Regions from separate parts of the Mus musculus genome. Here regions 2, 3 and 4 are each linked to region 1. The links are chromatin contacts, called in public promoter capture Hi-C maps. All regions are on one chromosome and are shown on one strand. Each heading gives the region's core, a stretch centred on a gene start, on an enhancer-like site or on the middle of the called end of the contact. The rest is flanking DNA. Distances are from core to core; before and after follow the strand shown.

Region 1 (4,877 bases), core at 494-2,993:
TGAAAAGAAATCTTTAAAAAAGATGTTTTATATTCCACATCTTTGTATCTTTGCCATGGTAAAAACAATCCTCTAGGGATTGGGAGTGTGGGGGAGGGTTGGGCCAGTGTGTATAGCATGGAAGAGGTCCAGAGATTCTAGAAACTGGCTTCTACTCTCCAGATCTCTTGGTCTGTGTAGCGCATACTGCTTCTTCAGAGCTGACCCCCGGCTTAGATGTGTCTGTGCTCAGACGACGCTTTCTCCCCATCCCCATCTTTGCATCTCTCTTTGGGTCCAGAATAGGTTTTATCTTTGTGAGTTCTTCTTTATGCAGCACATTACGAGCTTCAGCATTTTTCTGTTGCCCTAGAAAGACTATCTCTCTGAGGTCTGGTACTGTTTCCCTTTTCACAGCACCTCATAAAGGGCTTCCTTAGAGCACACCCTTTCTGTTCCACTACCCTGGAGGTACTGGAGGGAAGCATCCCGGGATTCCTACTGCCTGCATCCTGGGACTCCTACCGCCTCCATCACTATCTCCATCCTTCTGCATTTTTCCGAGGTTTCATTTTGTAACACGAAGTGCTTCACCTGGAATCGGTTCTAATTCTCCAAAGCATTCCAGAGAGACTCTTAGCGTTTTTATTCCCCTAAAGCATTATTTGGCGGTTTTCTCTGGTTTTCTCTTAGAAGCACACTTCTCTTGTTTTGATTGTTCAGGTCCTTTGTCTTTCCCACTTTTTCACTTCCTTAGCTCACCTTATTTTATAATTAAAGTACCTCTTCTGTTCAGCAGAGGGCTCCCTTTCCATCCGTGCTTGTAGCCCTAGCATCTAGGATTTGAAGCTTGCGCTCCTCGACTTTCTCTGTCGACACTAGATCACTTAACTTGGAAACAATCCCACCTAGCTTGGTGTGGCTGCGCTAAGGGTCCCTCTGCTGCGGACATTACTCCGTTCCTCTAGGATTGAACATTCTTTGGATACCCTCCCAGTGTTCCTGAAGCCATTTCACTCCCTGGATCCCCTGCTGGTTCTTCATACGAGGTTCGGTAGGGTGCACATCACTAACGTCAATTTACAGCCGAGGAAACTGAGACTTAGAGAGATTCACCCAAGATCTTGTAGCTTGTGAGGTTAACTAGCAACCGGTCAGCTCTGGCTTTTCGGTCCAGCCCAGCAGCTTAGCATCTCGCTGTTGCTGGAGTTGATTACAATCTCCCGGGTTTAGTACGCGGTCCTTTTCTCATTCATATTTCAAATCCACAGGCAGAAAAATGTTTCTACACAGCTAAAGGGGCTGGGGTATTGGGGACCCCAGGGTGTGTGTTGGGGGGAGAGCTTTCTCAGGCTCCAAGTTGGGGTCGGTTTGAGATGGGGATGGCAGAGAACGGTAAGGTAAAACCTAGCAAAAGATGGCAAAGGCTAGAGACCTAGGACAGAGGCAGCTTCTGTCCACCCATCCCCATAGCTCGCAAGCTAGGGGCCGGAGTTCTGCTAGGGGGCGAAATCGGGATGCAGGGCGCCCCCTCGCGCTCTCCCGCTCTCCTCCGGGCTGGCGGGTGAAGCGCCAGCAGTCGCAGGTCCTCTCCATCCCCCTCCTCCTTTTCTCCCCCGCTCCCCTCCTTCTCTCCTCTGGCTTCCAACTCCTCCCCCACGCCTCCCCCCCACCCCACCGCCTGCTCCCTCACTCTCCTCCTCCCGGCTCGCTCCGGCGCGCGGGGTCTGGAGCTAGTTGGAGCGCGGGGGTTGGTGCTGGAGCCCAGCTCCGCCGAGCCCCGCCGGTCGGCCGCGCATCCAGCGGCTGTTGGAGCAGCCGGAGCGCAGCCGGGCCCGACAGGAGTCGGAGACTGCGGCGGAGCGCTGAACCCGTAGTCCGGAGCCTTGCTGTTCGGCCGCCCCATTCCCAGACCGGCCACCAGCCCTCGGGTTCGTCGCTGTGGTCCGCACCGCCCTGAGCCCAGGGCCGCGGGGAGCCCGGCACCTGCGCGTGCTGCCGGGAGGTGAGTCCGGGAGCTTCCGGAGCTTTTTCCCTCGCCAGCTGGGGCTGTGAGTTGCAAACTTCAGCAACTAGGATAGGTAGAGGGGTGGGAGTCCGGGGGCGCTGGTAAGTTGGAGGCACGTTGGGGAGGCTTCAGGGGGCTGGAGCGCGGGTCCCGGGGCTGTCTGGGGCTACCTCGGCTGGGGCGCCACCGGAGCTGCTGCGTTCCTGACACCCGCTCGCTCTGGCTTCTGGCTCCACTGGGCTGCGATCAGCGCGTCTAGGCTGCAGCCGCGGCGGAGACCCAGATCGCGGGCCTGGAGTAGGGGGACTGACCAGGGAAAGGCTGGGGGAGCGAGGGGGCAAAGGAACGGAGACTGGGCCGAGACAGAGGTTCAGCAGAGGGCGGGCGGGGAAACCTGGCAGAGGAAGAGTGCGGGCGGCGAGGCGCGTGGGAACGCGTGGCCGGCCCAGAGTGTGAAATCTCCCGCGCAGGGACGTCCCCCATGCCGCCGCCACCAACCCGGCCCTCGCCTGATTCTTCCTAGACCCCTCCACCCCCTAGGCTACTCCAGCCTTAACTGGGCCCTTCGGAGCCCACAGTGTCCTCTAAGGCCCTGGATGGAGCAGCCCGGGGCCCCTTGCTCCTGCCTCAGCCAGTGAAGCGGGTGCGGCGGCGGGAACCTGGGACTAAAGGGGCGATTTCCTGATTTATTTTTCTCATGGTAATTTGTCTTTGTGATTGGGGCTGCCCATTCACTTTCCGCTCACGTCGTGCGGGAGATCCAGCGCGGAGGGAGGGATGGGGGGGGGGGTTGCGCTTGGGCACAAGGAGGGATGCGAACAGGAAAGGGGATCCGGGGACCCGAGCCGGCGGGAGCGGAGACAGAAGTAGCAGCAGGACCCGCGGAGAAAAAGCGAAGGTGAAGAGGATCGGCAGAACGATGTGGGCTCCGTTGCGGGCCTCAAACTTTAAAGAACCAGACGACCACCTGAAGCGCCGATCTCATCCCTTCTGGTTGCTTTACCGGGGCCCGGTTCTGAGTCGTCTCGCCCCGTTGCGCCAGACATGAGTAGGCGCTGAGTTTGGATCTGGAGCGGTGGCCTCGGGACCTTGCCCCCAGGCCTGCGATCCTCTTCTGGCTTTTGATAATTGGAGAAGAGCCTACAGAGCGCATCTGGTCAGCCCACCTTTAGTGGGCCATGCGCTCTTGGTCAGCCAAATAGGACTGGGGTATTGGAAGTTTGACTGTGTCTAGAACCTACACGATCCTGCCTTCACTGGCCCTAACTCCGATCTCTTTTCTCCACCCTTTTGTAAATTCAATCTCCTTCCACCCGTCTCTGCTCTCCCATTGCCTACCCGCATTCTGTACCGACTTGGACCTCATTCTGCGGTGCTCTGTTCAACCTCCCTACCTACCCACCCCCATCTTTTAGTCCACCCCTTTCCAGTCTTCCTTACCCCCCCTTGTTTTTTTTTCTTGGCATTTACAAGTGGCTTCTTGTCTTTCTGGAGCCCACGACCTTGAGGAAGGGGCAGAGGAGAATTCGAGCTTTAGAGTGGGACCTCACCAGTACGAGGGTGTGTGGGAGGGTGAGAGTAAGAGGCTTGGAAAGAAAACACCCTGTCTCAAATCTAGCTTCTTCCCAGTGCAGGGGAAAGAAGGGTTAAAACCAGAGTACAGTGGTGTGTGTGTGTGTGTGTGTGTGTGTGTGTGTGTGTGTGTGTGTGTGTGTGAGAGAGAGAGAGAGAGAGAGAGAGAGAGAGAGAGAGAGAGAGAGAGATCTGTGAGCAACAAGAACCTTCGACTTTCTGAGCTTTAGAGAGGATCCTCCAGGAGTAAAGGTCACCTGGGCTCTGGCAAATCAAGAAAGGTATGTGTACCAGGTGTGTGTGTGTGTGTGTGTGTCCCCTTCCGTCAGTCCTTTCTGCCTATCACCAGCTATCGCCACCAGTTTAGAAAGGAATGGCAGGCCTCCCATCTCTACCTCTCCACCAACGTGAACCTCAAGCATCTCTAAATCACCTATGCTGTGCAACACACAGTATTAGGTGCTGATAAAAATAATGTTGAGGTTCAGGGCAGAATTCCTGCTCAGTGAGGCTTGGTGCCCAAGCGGTGGGCTTAGGCTTTCCTAAGAGAACATTGGCTTGGTGAGTTTGATGGAACAGGACTGGGGTCCTTCCTCACCAGCTGCCTGTTTACAAAGAGGATCCTGAAGGGTAAGGGCCTGAGAGGGAGAGTTCCCTAATGACAAGGGTCAGACTAGAAAAGGCAGGGAGATTGAGAGGCAGTCTGATTGATTACATCTTTACATTGGGATAGGATGGATCCCGGCTCGAAAGTCCTTTCTTCCATCGATTCTTTGGTTTATGTAGGCTTAGAGTTTTGTTTTGTTTTGTTTTTAGATTTATTTGTTTTACTTTATTTATATGAATGCTTTGTCTTCATGAGTGTATGTGTACCATGTGTGTGCCTGTTGGATCCCTTGGAACTAGGACCGTGGATGGTTGAGAGCCACCATGAGAGTGAATCCAGGTCCTCTGCAAGAGCAACAAGTGTCTCTAACCACTGGGCTGTCTCGCCAGCATATTCTCCTTGACCCTTTGAGACAATAGCCTAGGCTGACCTCAGACTCGACACTCCCCCTGCCTCAGCCTCTTGGGTGTTGGGATTACAGGTATGGATTACCATGACTGGCCTCGTCAGTCAGCTCTTCTCCAGGTTAGAGATGGTAGAGGGCTCCAAGACTGTTGTTGCTGAGGAGATCACAAACTTAGACTCTGCAGAAAGAAAGGCAGGCAACAATGTGATGATCGCGGAGGCAATTAGAATGGATGGGTCTAAGGACAACTGGATGTTGAAAGCCAAACTATCCAGATGAAATGGTCCAAACAAATCAAACTTGTG
Region 2 (5,604 bases), core at 1,742-4,241, 1.4 Mb after region 1:
GAGAGAGAGGAAGCAGGAGAGGAAAGCTGTTCAGCCCCTTAGGTAAAGGAAGCCTGCACTGAGTGGGAGCCACTTGCGTGGGTCTGACTGGGAACACACACTGAGCCCTGTCAGAGCAGTCACCAGGACTTGCTCTTCAGGACAGCTGCAGCTGTTCTGCTGTTCAGAGGTGTCTGAGAGGCAGAAAACCAGATTTCTTCCAGGATTTCTTCAACTTCAGTCCACATGCCATTTGCGGAAGCAGTCTTTATAGTAGAGTTCAGTGGACTGGGGGGAAGTCTGGAATTTCCCCAGGCAGTACTGACAGTCCAAGTTTTACATCTCCAATTTTCCAAGGCAAACCTGAGACTCCAAGGAGGACCATGTCTTGTGTGCACTCTAACACTCTCTGCTTGTAGTCTCAGGCTATGTTTCCACTGTTCCCAGATGCTAGTCTATAGAAATGGCAGCACCACCCAACTACTACACAGCTAGTGGAGGTGGCCAAAGGTATGCTAAGAGCTTAGATAGTACCAAGGGGACAGAGTCTGGGAGGTTAGAGGAGACGGTTAGGAAGTGTCATTGGGTCATAACACATAGTAGGTGTAGTTAAATCAAGTAAGAAAGAATGAGATTAACAGATCATTTTAACAGGGTTTACTCTGGTTTTAAAGTTAGTGACAAACAGGTTTGATGTCAGGGAGATATTTTTAAGCAGATGGCCCTTTCAGTGCCCTTCATGTGGTGTGCAACTATTCTGACTCCCCATGTGGCCAGCCCTCACAATAATGATTGATTTCTGTTCAGCTTCAGTGAAAGTGGCAAGGTTAGAGGGCCAAGATTAGAGGGCAAAGGGCAAAGGTATTTTTAAACTCCTAATTCTCTCACCCTCCACCTAGTCATTTAGTTATTCATTGTTCACCCACTTCCCTGCTATGAAGACATTTGACTCTAGAGAAAGAAAATGTATAAAGTTAACCATTAAATTCATCTCTCTACTCCCTGAGATTTTACCTCACCTAGACATCTGAGGATAAATCACACATATGGTTCACGGGCTTCCGGGCTGTGATACCAGCAACCTCCCCATGCCCTACATAACTGTGCTTCCCCGGGTCCAGTCAGCTTTACAATCTGCAGACCTCACATCTAGAAGTCACTCTGTCTTTAAATCTTTTTACTTACCAGCTTTGATTCTCATTGTCCATACTTATACATTGATATCAATGCTATAACCCTCTGTGGTGCTGGCTCATAAAGTATTTAACTGGGGTGACGGGCAACTGTTGTCCCCGTGATGACTTCTAAGCTAACATACCCAAGTCTCATAAAGATAGCAGCCCACCGTACATTTCTGATTCATTGCCATGGAAACCCTGGAAAAATTAAATGCCACAGGGAACTGACTGTGCCTAAACAAATAGGTAGGAAAGTAACATAGACTCCTGTATAGACAGATTCGGGGTTACTCCTGTACATTGGAGGTTATAGTGGGCTACAAGAGGGAGCTAGAAGTTAGGCATCTGAGTAGTTTGACTCAGCATTGATGGCTCGAACCCGAACACCACAGATCCCTTTCCGTGTGGGCCACTTCCCAGGATGACCTCAGCTGAACTCTAAACTAGAGAAACATAAGGAAATAAACAGGGCCCATTACTGTTGCTAACGTTTTTCATGCACATAACAATATATAGCAGAGGTTCTTAACTGGTGGAGTGTGGGGGGTCACATAAAGGATATTCTGCATATCAGGTATTTACATTATGGTTCACAACAGTAGCAAAATTACAGTTACAAAGTAGCAATGAAATAATTTTATGGGGGGGGGGGGTCACCACAACATGAGGAACTGTGTTAAAGGGTCACAGCATTAGGAAGGCTGAGATGCAGATATTCCAGGAGCTAGGAGTAGTCCATCTGCCTCTTAAGCTTTTAAAACCATGAATATCTTTCATCACTTCACTTCTGCTGCTCTGGGTGTACTCGCCTCAAGCTGGTCACAGTTTTGAGTTCGGGTGCCTAAGTCTGTGTATGATTTTCAGTTTTCACTTTCATGGCTGCTTCCCCCCGCCCCCCCCCCACACACCCCCAAGAGAAATGGGCGGGAAGGAATTGCCCTGAAGCAGTTTTGTTAGGCAAAACTGAGTTTCAGGTTGCAGGCAGAGTTTGAGCAGCCAGTGCTGTTGAAGTACCGCTGTGGTACATTAGACCGCGATGTGGCTCAGTAGATGGAATTTAAGCCTTGTGACCATGACTTGCAATTAAAGCCACAGAGGTGGTTGGAGAACAGCATTGCAGCGTTTGGACTAACCCTGGGTGTCTACTTTTTCCCTTACCACACACTGCCCTCCCCTGTCACCACTGTGTGACTAAGGTAGCACTGAATCGCTCTGGTTGACTGTAGTAGAAAACCTAAACCGGCAGAAGGCTGCTGACATTGCAAACTGCTGTAGGATTTAAAATCCAAAACACCTTACACATGGCCAGGGCTTTCCATTACCAACCTTTCCCCCATCACCCACATGTAACAAAGTTTAATAACCTACCTTCCACGGTACAAAGGAAATGCACAGTAAGCCTCGGTCCGGTCCACCCATTTATCATCTAAATAACCTGGGTCACACCTGCCGGTGTTTGAAAAAATCTTACCTAAACGGTACAAGCTGGCTCAGCATCCGCAGCTACCAGCCCTTTGCCGTTGATCAAGCAGGTCTGGAGGAGGTGGGTGCCGGTGCTTCCGCTGCAGCAGAGCACCCAAGTTCTGTTGGAAAGGCAAGCGAAAGGGAGAAAACGCCAACTGACATAGTTCAAGCGTTTCAAAGTTAAAAATAAAACTATATCACAGGGCAATGTGACCGGGCTCAGCTTACGACCTCTTTCGTCTCTGTAGGTTATCAACACTCAATGTCTAAGTGCTGGAGGGGCAGAGGAGAGCCCATGGGAAAGTAGCGCTTAGAGCAACCCCGGACTTTGTTTCACAGAGGAGGGAGGAAAGCCTTTGCAAGAAGGGTCAGAGCAAGGCCAACACAGCCTGAGTCCTGTGTGTGCCGTGGGCAGGTCCAGCTGTGTCCAGGAGCTGGGGGAGAAGCAGCTGGCCTCTTGCTCTAATTATAACCCTGTGTTCCACCCAAGCCCCTCACTGGCTGAAGTAGCAAGTTGTGCAAGGGACACAGTTCCATGCTTCTGCTTCTCCCGTTTCTTCTCAGGACAGGTTAGCATCTGCTTTCCTCTGGCCCTGGCCTTTCCCAGGTGGCAGAGAAAGGGAGAGTTTGTCATTCAGAAACAGTCAGTTAGCAAGTCCAAGGAACAGAAGTAGAAGTGGTAGGAGGCTTGGCTATCATTTAGTACAAGTTCCTTTTTACATGTGAAAAGACACAGGATCAGGGAAGGTGAACTATTACATCCATCACCACAAGGCTCAGAGCTAGAAGAAAGACTTCTCAAAGTCTGGGATTCTTCGTCGGATCCTTTTCAAGATAGTTCTTTCAACCTCTTCTTTGAAAAAAAAAATAACGTGAATATTATCTAGTGCATCAAACTGCTCAGTGTGGCTCCCTTTTGAATGTGGGTGGATCTTCAGAGTAAAGAGATGAGTTTATATGTTCTGCTGTGATGAGCAAGCCGTCTCTGAAATTCCCTCCACCCCGTTCTCTCATGCACATTTGTTTATGTGGGCAAGCTCATCTGGGTGAAAAGCCAGACAATAGAAATGATAACATTGTATCCATCTTGTGTTGCAGCACTTCACTGTCTTTGTAACAAAGTTTTCTTGCAGATTCCTTAGGTTGTAGATGATGTCTCAGTCACTTCCTTTCCAGACTGGCTGCCTTTTCTTTTCTTCCTTCCCCCTGTGCCTGGCCTGGAATGTCCTGCACTGTGTTGAACAGGGGCAGCAACAGGGGCTGTCCTGACTTGTCCTGGACAGCCCCTCCTTCATTGGTAAGTTGATAAGTCACCTGTGGAGTTTTTAGTGAATGAATACAAGTACCCTGTGAATCTCTCAGGCAGCTTTTGGCAGGTGGAGGCAGGGAATTAGTAGTTAGTGTCTAGTTTAGTGTCTGTTCTCATCATGAAAGGCTGCGGACTTTTACCAGATGGTCTCTCTGTAGCTCTTGTATTGCATTGATTGGTGTTTCTGTATTGAACCAAACTTCCATTTTTGGCTAAGCCTCATTTGGTCTGGTGCATAGCTTTGTTACTATTGCCATGATGGAACACCATGACCAAAAGCAACTTGGAGAGGAAAGGGTTTATTTCTTATTTATTCAAATGAGAGTTTCTTCCTTGATTGTTTCTCCATGTGTGATGCTGGGGTCTGAACCCAGGCCCTGGCCCTCAGCGGCCAAGAACTGCATTACCATCCCCAGCTTGTCCTCAATTGATTTTCATTTCTAAGTGGAGGAGCAAGTGATGGTTTGTTTAAACTTTGCTGTCTATGAGGAAGGAGGGCTGGCTATCTGATGTGGCATCCATTTAGTTAATCCTGTTATGCTTTAGCATGTGCTTGGAAAGAGTGTGTGTGTGTGTGTGTGTGTGTGTGAGTGTGTGTGTGTGTGTGTGTGTGTGTGTGATATTTTAACTCTTTGAGAATTCGTACGGTGTATTTTGATCACATTTGCTCTTCTCCTGCCTCTTCCTCCCATGTCTACCCTCTTTTGCCCTCACCTCTCTACCCACCCAAGTGTGAATTTCCCTTTTCTTTTGGAAACCCACATCATGTCTAGTTTGTGTTTCCCTACTACTCTAGGGTGTGGGTCCTGCTCTGAACTGTGGTTTTATATAACCCAGGCTGGCTGATGATGATCTAGAACTTCTCGGCTTGCACATGTGTGCCACTGTGCTCAGTCTGGTACGGCACTCAAGTGCTCTGTACATGACAGGCAGACACCAGCTGAGCTCCATCCCCATCCCCAAGAACGTACATTCTTTAAAGATGGATCTGGAAACTGGCATCCCTCCATTACATCAAGCTCATTAATTTTGTGGCTAAATGTTTTCCATTCCTATAAAATTGCCTCTTAACTATGGACTGCTGCGTGATGATTTTGTATTGTGATTTTACAATAAATAGTTCAAGTGTTTCCACACTTGTGTTAGCATTTGCTTCATTTAGATTGGGTAGATGCTAATAACTGTGTACAAGCTCAGAACTGTATATCTTGTGAGGTGATCATCTTTCTTAATCATGTTCTATACTGTTCCATCTCTATCTGAGCTCATATTTCCCCTTGATATTCCACTTGGCAGGCATTGCGATGCAGTGCCTTCCTTCCTGTCTGCAGGTATCTGTAGCGATGGATCACTTCCCACTGAGAGCTGACACAGGGAAGCTGCAGGCCCTAGAGGGGCATGTGCTTTTGTTTCCATTCATTTCGAAGCAAACTCCAGTTTTCCTGAAGGAGCATGTGGCTTCATGTTCACACTTTTGTGGTTTTCCAGATTTTTCTCCTGCTGTTCATTTCTAAATTCACTCCATTGTGCCTGAAGAATATATTTTGTGTCTCTCTTTTAAAATGTATTACTTTAAGACTCTGTGGTGATTCGAACATTCTTGGCCCATGGGAAGCGCCACTGTTGGGAGGTGTGGCCTAGTTAGTGGAAGTATGTCTCTCTGGATGTGGGACT
Region 3 (5,637 bases), core at 1,709-4,208, 1.8 Mb after region 1:
TAAAATGTTTAAAAAAAAAAACTTATTCATAGGCCATTGTCCTTCCTACCATGCCATATGTATCAGACATAGACCATACTTAACTTCTGCCACTTGTCATGACCACTCTTTTCTTAAGAAACTTGGAGGTAACCGTGTGCTGCACTTTATTTCCAGCATTTACACATACATACCTCTGAATTTATTTCATTTAAAAATTTCTCTACTTGCTTTACAGCCTCTACTGTTCATCATCCATCTGGTTTGAGTCTACCTGCTCTATACTAATTTTATCTGAAATAAAATTCTCCTGCATCACTATCACGTTCATTACTTGAGGGTATTAGGATTTTTTTTCAGAATATGGGAAAGGAAATAGAAATAAATAATCAAGACATGATTCTCCTGTGTAGCAATTCAAATTTGGCTTCCAGGGCTCTTTCACATATTTGTTTCAGAACCGCTATTAAGTTCTTCCTTAACTGATATAATATCTATTACTTCATATTGTATTCAAATTTCACACAATTGATTAAATCTATTTAATTCTAAATAAACTTGGGCCTTAAGTAAACTAATAACTATAGATTTGATGTTTTTATAATAAACTTTCTAGGAAGAGCTGAGACAATGACTGAAACTTAACCTGATTTTTCTTATTATGTATTTATATTATGTATTCAATCACATTTATAAAACTATATTCATTTATATCATACAAATGACTTAAAGGTGGTTTTTTTTCTCATATAAGTCATATCAAAATTACACTGAAAGGTAACACCCAAAAAGAGCAATGAAGAAAATATACCATCTCATAAAGTAATACTATAATATCTTTATATAGCAATGTTACATTTTTTTTTTTTTACTATTTCTCATCTTCTTTCCCTGTCCAAAATTCTGCTTGTTCATTGGAAGCTCAAAATCAAAGTATAATGGCCTAAATGTTTTCCTCTGAATCAGAACACGTTGCTTTGCTTTTCTGGGAATTCTGAGTTCTCACAAGAATTGAGCCCATAGGATTTGTATGCTTATCAAGGGTCTAAGATCCCTTTTTTTCTAATATCTAGAATTTTAGAACACTGTCACTGGGCACATTAATCTATTATCTACTTAATTCTAGCAACATGTTGAGAGCCTTATTCATTTTACAACTAGACAGAGAAAAGGAATAACAGTTTCTCAGAATGAAAACCCAGGAAGCCAAATGGCTGTCATTTCTCCTTCAGTTTAGTACGTATACACAAACGTATTTTGTCCACTTATTTGGCTTTAACACCTTGGAAATACTACTTTTTGTGTGTCTTTTCCTTCTCTTTAAAATACCATTGTTGCTTATAAACCGATGCCAAAGTTAATATCTAAAGTGTTTTTATTCATTCAAATCAACTTAGTACTAGGCTCTTTGATACTGACGTCTCAACAATTTCCAGCCCTGCAAATGTATGTGTGTGTGTGTGTGTGTCTCCTTGTTTCTTCACAACAGTAAAGTAGAAATATAACAGGCCCTAAAGCCAATTCAAAACTTACCTTGCAAATCTGGAAATAGTCTGAAGTCAGGCTTTCCTGAATTTCCTCTCTCGGAAGCCCTGCAGTCCCTCCTGGATGGACAGAGCCACTTCCAGCCCCACCACTGTTACTGCCACTGCTGCTACCACTGCCAGGGGAAGAGGCAGTTAAGCCATCCAAAACTTTTCGGAAATTAAACTTCTTCATTTTAAACACTGTCGAAAAATTAAAAGGAAAAGAGAAGTGGTCACAAACATGGAATTTTACGGGGCAAAAGCCTCTATCTTTTCATTAGTCAAGGCAGGAGTAGCTAGTCCCCATTTTATGAGCATTGGATGTAATCGACGGGGAAGAGGGGTTCGGGCTTCATGTCCTCAAATTTTAACTTTAAAAGGGATATCTTTATAAGATAAAGAGAACACAACTCCAAGAGCAACAGTATTCCTTCCTTCGCACATTCAGATTTTCAAGGGCTTTATCCCCAGCTGTAGCTATGCTTTATCAGCACTGGGGTAAAAATAAAAGGCCGTGTCATCATCGTCATTAGCATTATATCATCATTATTATACAATCAAACCAGAGCCCAACAGACCAAGACCCTATGGACTGTTCTGAAAGGGGGGCTTTCCTTCTTCAGGGTCAACTCATAAATTTTTATTATCGGAAAAAACGATGTTGTAGGGGAACCAGTATTTACTCTTCCACCATGTTTGGGGCTCCCCCCCACACAATCCCATCATCTTCAAAGCTTCCTTTTTCTCAATAGAAACTAGGGGACAGGAAAAAAAATGGCTTTTTTCCATCCCATATACCCAAAAACCTAGACCCCAAAACATCTGCGGTGACTCACGGCCACAGCCGACGGGAGGGGCGAGCGGGGACCGCCTGCCTCCACCTGTCCCCAGCTCCTCTCTTCTGCCCCTCTCCCGCCTCTGGTCTCCCGTGTCCCCTCCCCGCCCGGCTCCCCCTCTGCACAGCAGCGGCTCTCCGGGGGATGTGAGGCGGTGACGCCTGCGGCCCGAGTCCCGCCTCAGCCTGCGGGGCGCGCAGAGCTGGCTCTCTCGCTCCCTCCCAGCCAAGCAGGGCGCTGAGGCTACCACCGCGGGCTACGAGCCCTGGAGCCCTCACAGACAGCCGGGAAGCCACACGCACCTCAGACAGCTGCGCGGGCGCGCTCTCCCTCTTGCACAGGCACACACACACACACACACACACACACACACACACACACACACACACACACACAGGCGTGCGCACAGGTGTGAGGGCAAGCCGCGATGGGACAGCACGGGTGTCCCTGGGGACCCCAGACTTAGCACCTTCCTCAGACGCCACTAGCCGCCGGCCAGCCCGTGAGGCGGAGGGCGCGGAGGCTGCAGGCTCACAGGCGGGCGAAGGTCCAGCCCGGATCCGGCCGCTTCTCGGGTCCCTCTGGTCCTGGTGCCTGGCGCTCTCCGAGGTCCTAACCGAGCGGGCGGGTCTGTCTCAGGCTCCGCCCCCGCCGTGGGAGGTAGGCCCCGCCCCAGTCGGCCCGCACCCTCCTCCCTCCCAGACTCTCGCGCCGGGGGCGGGGCACTCTGGGCACCAGGGGGGCGGGACATCCTCTCGCCAATCACAAGCTCCACTGACCTAAGTCTTAGGGATTCCAGGCAGGAAAGAAGTTTGGGGATAGGTCAGAGAAAAAGCCAGTGACAGGAGGAGGGGATCATTTAGGAAAGTAGGTGATGTATTTGATTGACAGCCATACTAGCCAGTATGCCTTGGCGCCGTGCTTTGGGGGCTGTAATTGGTGCTACCTGTTGAAGGACGCAAGTGTGAATCAATAGAATGCTTGCAAGCTTGAGAACTTGCGCTCCGGGAGTCCCAGGCTGCAGAAAGGGTTACCTTAGGTCGTGCTCTGGACTGTATTGTGGACCCGGCTTTTGGACCGGGCTTATTTTGCAGCCTTCCCCCACCCCCCAGCACCCCTTGAATCTATTTCTGCTCACCAGGGCCAGGTGCATCTAATAGACGATCTCGCTGCCCTGCTATATGCGTTGAACGTAGATTTGTAAATAATCCCTACAAACTGTTAGTTCTCTCCATTAAGTCATCTGTACCAAAATGAATTGGTTTTCGGTGGAAATGTTGGCTTCCAAATCTTAAGGAAATGATTTGCCTACTTTATACAGCCTATGGAAATAGACCAGCGTTCCCCTTCTCCACATAGACAAATTAAATTTTTGAGGAAACATTTCTCTCAAATCATGACAAGATGCATCTTAAGCTTTTTTCTCATTTGAATCATTTTGGAAAATACTCTATTCCATACAGGAAAAAGAAACATCGCACCATTGTGAAGAAGGTGATGTAGTTCTGAGCCCTGACTGGCTTTTGGTAAAAGGCTCAAGGTCCATAACTAACTGTACACTTTAATCTAAGCAACAGGGATCATTAGAAATCGTCCCAAATATTTACTGTCCTACATCTTAGGTATGAAACACCACTTCCAGACCCATCCCTTTCTCTGTCAGAGATGAGAGGGGAGAAAGGGAAGACTTGAATGCCTTATGAATTACTCAGGCAAATAGCAAAGAAACCATGGCGATCAAATCGCGCTCAGATTTTCGGAAACTCAGCTCGGTATTCACATTCTCATTTTGAATGTTCTACTCCTTAACACTTGCAGCACTTCTTTTTGTAACCCTCTCACACTTTCACGGTCAAACCCAGATAGTGATTTTCTTAATAACCATTAAGGAGTAGAACTTTGTGCTTCTAGTTAATTTAGTACCTGGCACAGTATTTCTCTTAGAAAGAGCATTCAAAGGGCTTTAGACAATGGATTAGTTACTGGCTATAAGATAAAGATTTATGAGATGATATCTAACTTATCATGCTTGGGAGGAGTGAAAAATAAGTATGGAAACAAATTTCATATGTGTTATAAACTGGATCTTGAAGTGCTTCTAAATCCTATATCAGATACCTAACAATACCTGTCTTTTGCTGTCTCCTGTTGCCTTTTTTTTTTTTTTTTTTTTCCTTTCTGGCCCATTGTTCATTTCCAAACATCGGAGTTAATGAGAGCTAAAAGATTTTCTTCCTCTTTTTACGTCTAGCTTTTCTTTGAAAGGAGGCGATTTGGTGAGTTAACCATTATTAAATAGAGTGATGGATTTAGAATGCTTTCTTTGCTTCAGCAAAATTTGACCTACCTACTTAAGGGTCAATATGAAAACAAGCCCACAGCATGTGGAGGTCTGGCCTTTTGGTAAAAGTGAAGGAAGAAGATATTCCAGTTCAGCAAAGAGACATAAAATGTTTACAAACAAAACTTAGGTCACTCATCACAAGCATCATACTATCACAAATGTATTCTATGAAAAAAAAAAAAAACCAGAACTGATAAAGGAAAAGCATATTAAACAAGTTAACAAAGATCATGAAGGGAATTCAACAACCTGCTAAGTTAAAAAAAAAAGCTATAAAACACACAGCAGTCCAGATGGGATGACAAATAGGTATGAAAAGTAGAAGAAATGTTGTGTCAAAATATACACGTTTCCAATAAATATTAGAAAGTTAAAACAGCTGGTAAGGTGACTCGGTGGTAAAACATTTGTCTAACTTGTGCAGGGCTGTGCTTTCATTCTCCTAAATAAACACACACATAAAATTAAAAATAAAATGAAATACTATAGTTAGGACTCTCTGGCATAATTTTAAATATTAGCAATTCTCTACAGTAGCACAATAACTTATACATGGTGAATATCCAGCATATGTTAACTTGAATATAAGATAACAAAAGGCAGGAGGCACCTTGTATGTTGGGAAACAGTAAAAAGAATCTTACTACATGAATCATAATGAAATATTTGTGAATGCACATTCCATCCTGAGTTAAAAAGCAACAGGGTGTTATTGTATAAACATTTGGGAAAGGGAATGAGATCAGAAGATACAATATAGCCTATAAACAATATAGAAAATGCTAGAGCTGGGTTAAGTAATGATCACTCCTGGCTTCTTCCTGCCCATGTGACAAGTATAAAGAGCTATATGAAAGAAAAGTGGCCTGAGCTTGATACTTGCAACAAAATAAGTAAATCACAAATCTAATAATCAAATCAACAAAGCTAATAAACTGGAAGGTGTTTAGAA
Region 4 (5,571 bases), core at 2,460-4,959, 1.2 Mb after region 1:
ATTGATTTAGCAGTCATCCTTGGTCACACTGAGTGTTCTTCCCTAAAAACAAGACACAGTTTTGGAATTATTTTTCTTTTTAAAAAAGTTTTCACTAAGTGCTTAAGATTTTAATTAATATATTCCACATTCTTGTTAATTTTATTTCTAGTTACCTTTAAGTTGTTTTCTACTGTAAGTTTTCTACTCTCTCTCTTTCTCTCTCTCTCTCTCTATGTGTGTGTGTGTGTATATATATATATATATATATATTAAAATACTATCTTCCAAATGTATTTTGTTGACATATATATACTTCAGTAACATTGCTGTATTGACCATTTTCTAACACCCTCTTTTGTCAGCTTTTATAAAATATGCAGATTCTTGCTGGGTGGTGGTGGTACACGCCTCTGATTCTAGCACTTGGGAGACAAAGTCAGGCAGGTCTCTGAGTTGCTGAGTTTGAGGCCAGCCTGGTCTACATAGCAAGTTCCAGGACAGTCAGGCCTACAGAGAGAAACCCTGTCTCAAAAAGAACAATATATATATATATATATATATATACATATATATGTATATATATGTGTGTGTGTATGTGTATATGATGTATAGTATATGTATATACATATAGACAGAGAGAGTTGTGTGTGTGTATGTAAATGTATATATGTGCATATATATGCATACACACACTGATTCTTTTTGTTCTTCTATATGGATAATCCTGAAACTCTAACTAACACTTTCATTCTTCACTTTCAGGGTTTTTAACTCTTTCTTGTTGTGCAGCTGTCCAGTATGATGCTAAATAGGAGTGAAAATAGTTCACATGCTTGTTCTAAAATTTCCTTTACTGGACCACACTGCCTTTTGACCTTGTTACATCCAGTAATTAGGTACCTCAACCCTGCTACTGACTAAGAACTCCATACCAACCTCATTCAGATAATTCCACTTAATGAAGGAACCCAAAGGACTTTTAGGGCAGTGTATCTGAATAATTAAAACCTTGTTATTCTTTCAGTATGTCTGTTGTCTTTAAATATGTCACTACCTACTCAGAGTTCCTGGCAGAAACCTGTACTCTTTTCTTGGCATCTATGCTGATGGACCTCAACAGTTCTACGTTCTTGTACCTGCCGAAGCATTCCCTCACCTACAATTTGAAGACCCATGGTTGGTTTGAGCCCTTGGTGTCCCCATCAGGGTTTCCCATCTTTAACTACAGTAACAGTTTCCTAACCTGCCCCCTTACTGTAGGTGGCTCTCTCCTGCCTACCTGCCGTTCTTCTTGTGACTGCCAAGTTTCTCTTTCTACAGTTTTCTCCTGCTCATGCCTCACCCAACTTCAGACACTGTGCTCATTGTCTGCTGTATAAAGCTGTGGTTCTTTAGCTGCTCAAACAAAGCCCTTTATGCAACCTGACTGGTTTTCTAACACAGTAGCCTAGCAAAACCGAAGTCTGTGTAGTTCAGCTCAGCCATTTCCTCGTGCCATGAATTCTGTACATTCTGATGTCTCTGATTGGTGAGTCTGGCAATGTTTTATTCATTTAATCCCAGATCAGCTGTCAGTTTCTGTAGGACCTAATGATAGAACTAAGCAAATATTTGTTAAGTACTATCTTTCTGGCAGGTATTTATGCTAGGTCTAGCTATACAAAAAAAAAAATGTAGAAGGCACAGTCTATATGTTAGTATTTAGCCCTAAACATCCAGTGATTTTATTTATATTATCCTGTTTTTAAATGTGGATCAGACAGTTGGCATTCTTAATAAATGTATTTAAAAATAAGTGCTGCAGTGTTAAATATGGAAGGATATGCACAGTGTCCGGGAAGCACACAGATTTCAGAATGCTTTATGAACAAAGTTTCAAGATGATGCTTATAACTGATGAGCTCACAGCTCAGACCTCGGTCGTGAGGCCACAGCTCAGTCAGCCCCACTCCCACTTATTACTATCTGTTAAACCCTGAGGAAAGAAAATGGAGAAATGCTTGCTTAGATGAGCACTAAAATGTCCTTCTACCAAAGTAAGGCCTGAGAGGTTTAGGAGGTAGGTGAGCTAAGAGGAGAACTAGAGTACTTTAGACTGGGGTTGAAAATTACTGAGGACAGTGCCAAAACCCAGAAGCCACACAATCCCTAAATCCCTTCCTGTCACAGACATCTGACATGACTAGTGTTCCTAGGAACATATGCAGGGTCTCTGGAGAGTATGGAACAAGACCCCCACACCCCCCCCCACACACCCTGCAAAGTAATGCCTCCTCCTGCTGCCATGATGTTTTCTACCCTGAAAGAGCCAGAGTGGCTCCTACACACTCTTCATAACCTGCCTTTGGCCACATACTTCCTGAATTTACTTCCTATTTTCTGGAAGTAAAGAGACTATAGGAAAAATATTTAAAGTGAAGAGGCCCATTGAGGGGACCAGAGGACTAACCCAGAAGCGTGTGTGTGTGTGTGTGTGTGTGTGTGTGTGTGTGTGTGTGTGTGTGTGTGTTTCTACAGATCTAGGACAAGCCTGCTTCATTGGCTAGGAAGGGGATAGAGAACACTAGCAGCAACAGTGAAGAGAGTGTCCTTGAAAGCCTAGCAAGACAAGAGAGGTAGGTGCTCTTGAGAAATAATAGCTGCATCCTGTTCAGTGACCAGGGTGGAGGCCTCCTGAGCTCTGTTTAATAGCACTTTATAATGCTATTCTTGAAGCAGGTGATGGGCAGGGGAGGCTGGAGGTGGGAGAGGTGAAAGGAGGAACAATCTTCTTACAGGAGAATATAGCAGACAATGAAAATCCCTATAAGGAAAGAGTGTGTAAACTGCCTTGCTATCTATTTACATTGCCCAGAATATGCGTGACTTTCCAAGTTAATGTCTTGATTGGTTTGATAAGGCCACTTTGCCTTTCTCCCCTTTCTTTTAGTAGTTATAAATTCCCATGGCCCTACTCACTTCCTGCCAAGGAACACTAAAGACTGGGTATGGTGGCTAAGAGAACTAGTTGTCCTCACTGGGTCAAAGGTCTAAACCTTGGTCTTGAGCTATCTGAGATCTGTGCATGGTTGCTGAGCTACGAGGAAAGATGGGTGGAAAACCTAAGGAAAAAATACATCACCACTAACCGAATCTATGTACAGTGAGAGAGGGTCTTTCTTTCTCCATTACACTTTCCCTATTTTCCTGTGAGCATGTGTTCATTTTATAAGCGTGGAAAAATAAATTTGCGGTCTCTGGTTCCTGCTCTACTTTTTAGAATCTTTAGTTTGAATAAAGAAAGACAAGAAGACATTAGGTATAAACATCAGAAGTGTACAGAAGTGTATTTTCAGTGTGTGTGTGTGTGTGTGTGTGTGTGTGTGTGTGTGTGTGTGTGTGTGAAAGGGAGGGGGAGAGAGAGAGAGAGAGAGACAGAGGGGGAGGGAGAGAGAGACAGAGAGACAGAGAGAGACAGAGAGACAGAGAGGTGCATCAACGAGAAATACTACTCCCTAAGAAGTTGCAGCCACGTAATTCTAGAACCAGGAAAGAATTGCAAGGGGTGAGGGTGACTTAGAAATTAGGGGAGCCAGTGACAAGTTCCTCCGCGCGCGCAGACGGAGACGGCTAGAGGCTCTGTTTCCTGCGGAGATGGGTCACCTGGCAGCCTGTGACAGGTAGGGCGGAGGCTTGCGGTCCCCAAGCCGGGGCGGAGCAGGAAACCGAGACAGCCCTGGGCTGGGGCGGAGCTCAGAGAGCCTCAGGTACCGGTGGGCTGGGCCGTACCTGTGGGGGCCAGAGGGGACGCTCCCGTCGCATAGTTCGACCTACGGGCTCCTCGGAGATGCGTGTCCTGGCCGGCGGCTGATGAAGAAAGACTCGCCTCTCCGGGGCCCTTGAGCCTCTGTAGCCAGCGAGGGGGCCAGCATGGGCTGCGGATTGCTCGCTGCTGGCCTGCTCCTCTTCACCTGGCTCCCAGCAGGTGAGCCCTGAAAAAAGGGGGAGTCCCATCCGGGGCCACACGAGACAGGAAGCCATTTGCCTGGCCCTGCAGAGCCGGCCACCCGCGGGGCGGTGCACTTGGGTAGCTCCTGGCACCGGGAGGTGCAGGGGCCGGATCGAGAGTCGGCCAGTGGGAACCTGTTGTTTTCTTCCTTTATTAGCCCAGGGCCTTCGGAAACATGCAATCAAAAAGAAACCCCAGCCTTTGGATTTACGCCCCAACAGGTGTTGTTAGATGCTTGATGCCTAAAACCGAATCTATACAGGCGAAATCACCATTCTTCAACTTCTTAATACCCCTTTCCCTGTCCTTTACCCCGTGTCAAACTTGCTTTCAGAGTGTAGATGCGACGACAACCATTTTGGCCCAGAGTACATTTATTCTTTCCTGACAAGTTAGATTGCGTCGGTAGTGTATGAAGGAGTGTTGGGCATAAATTTGAGTCTCTTACAGGCCATCCGCTAGTACCTGTCATTTGATATTTTCCTCCTTTTTGCGTCCACCTCCTCTTTATCAGCCCGTCCGGCTGCCCTGCACCTTTCTTTCTACCTCCACACTAAGGGTCTCACTCAGAATCTGAATGTCTTAAGGTACCTCTTGGAAACAGGGCAAAAGGTCTTGTCTGTGAGTGAGGCCGAATAGGAAAGGAGAGAGAAGGGAAGGCTCTCTGGGCTCTGTTCACATTAGCCTGTAGCTGTGACTCTGCAAACAAGAATTTTCATTTCCTTTGGACGGTCCACCCAGTTTTATTCCGACTCACTTCCCACTTGCTCCCCTTTGGGAATATCAGTTTGCTCGCCGACCAATTGGAAGCTTCAATGGTTCGTCCAGGCAGATGTAATATGAAAATGGAGGCAGAATGCCCTTTCTATGAGCTAGAGAGTTGCTCAGATGTAATCAAATCTCACGGAAACTAGAGTCTACCAGAGCTTAATGTTGGGAATAAAAGGAGGGAGGGTTGCAAAAGGGTAGGGAACCGAGAAAAGGCAGCATTCCTGTGGCAGGCTGGCTTTCAACTTGTTTGGCCAGACGGAGGCTTTATAAGATGTCTAAAGCTAACAACTAGATGCTGAACGTACACAGTGGACAGGAAGCATGTGTAGCCTCGTTAGGCTTTAGGTACTCAAACACCACCAGAATAGTTAACCAACTTAGACCCTAAGTGCAAATTTGTAAGAATTCTGGAGTTATCTACAGTCTTTTCTCCAGTATGTTGAATTTTTCTTCTCCAAGTCTGTGGCAGCTGGGGACAAAATTCCTGTTTGAGCTGCCTTAGGAAAATAGAGGTCTGCTTCCATCAGCCCCTGACATCATGTTTCCCAACCTGGGTCTTCTGATGGAGCAGTCAGTCTTCTAGACAGAACAAGAATGCCTGCAGATGAAGAACCTGTCAGGGTATAAACCCTGGTGCCCTAAATATTTTAAACTGCCCAGTTTTTTTGTTTTTGTTTGTTTGAACATTTTCAATGGGCATTAAAAAAATACAGCCACTATAGCCAAATATATACTAGAGTATCCAACACACTAACTGTAAAAAGCATGGCTCCAAGTCTCTGAGCCAGCCACATGATGTTAGTCGCTAGGCCCTTGAGACACGACAATAT

Evidence for each region. Promoter capture Hi-C pulls out the DNA fragments that hold promoters and counts their contacts. Capture Hi-C pulls out chosen DNA fragments and counts their contacts.
Region 2: a contact with region 1 is called in a promoter capture Hi-C map of pre-B cells, with 2.9 times the contacts expected there. The contact joins the promoter of Fbxo40 here to the promoter of Sema5b in region 1. A contact is called at or near these places in 7 of 39 promoter capture datasets (the 3T3-L1 cell line, 3T3-L1-derived adipocytes, the HPC-7 cell line and 3 more).
Region 3: a contact with region 1 is called in a promoter capture Hi-C map of liver, with 2.9 times the contacts expected there. The contact joins the promoter of Stxbp5l here to the promoter of Sema5b in region 1. A contact is called at or near these places in 1 of 39 promoter capture datasets (liver) and 1 of 9 other capture datasets (liver).
Region 4: a contact with region 1 is called in a promoter capture Hi-C map of stem cell-derived epiblast-like cells, with 4 times the contacts expected there. The contact joins the promoter of Ildr1 here to the promoter of Sema5b in region 1. A contact is called at or near these places in 3 of 39 promoter capture datasets (HPC-7-derived erythroid cells, embryonic stem cells and stem cell-derived epiblast-like cells).

What each region holds. Positions count from the first base shown.
Region 1 is chr16:35,539,619-35,544,495 of GRCm38.p6, forward strand. Sema5b (sema domain, seven thrombospondin repeats (type 1 and type 1-like), transmembrane domain (TM) and short cytoplasmic domain, (semaphorin) 5B) reads left to right here and starts at 1,744. Exons shown (of 22, transcript NM_013661.2): 1 at 1,744-1,984.
Region 2 is chr16:36,987,476-36,993,079 of GRCm38.p6, forward strand. Fbxo40 (F-box protein 40) reads right to left here and starts at 2,992. Exons shown (of 4, transcript NM_001358217.1): 1 at 2,629-2,992.
Region 3 is chr16:37,382,000-37,387,636 of GRCm38.p6, forward strand. It overlaps Stxbp5l (syntaxin binding protein 5-like), which reads right to left and starts at 2,959. Exons shown (of 28, transcript NM_172440.3): 1 at 2,811-2,959; 2 at 1,513-1,706. The coding sequence starts at 1,698.
Region 4 is chr16:36,690,269-36,695,839 of GRCm38.p6, forward strand. Ildr1 (immunoglobulin-like domain containing receptor 1) reads left to right here and starts at 3,710. Exons shown (of 8, transcript NM_001285788.1): 1 at 3,710-3,946. The coding sequence starts at 3,892.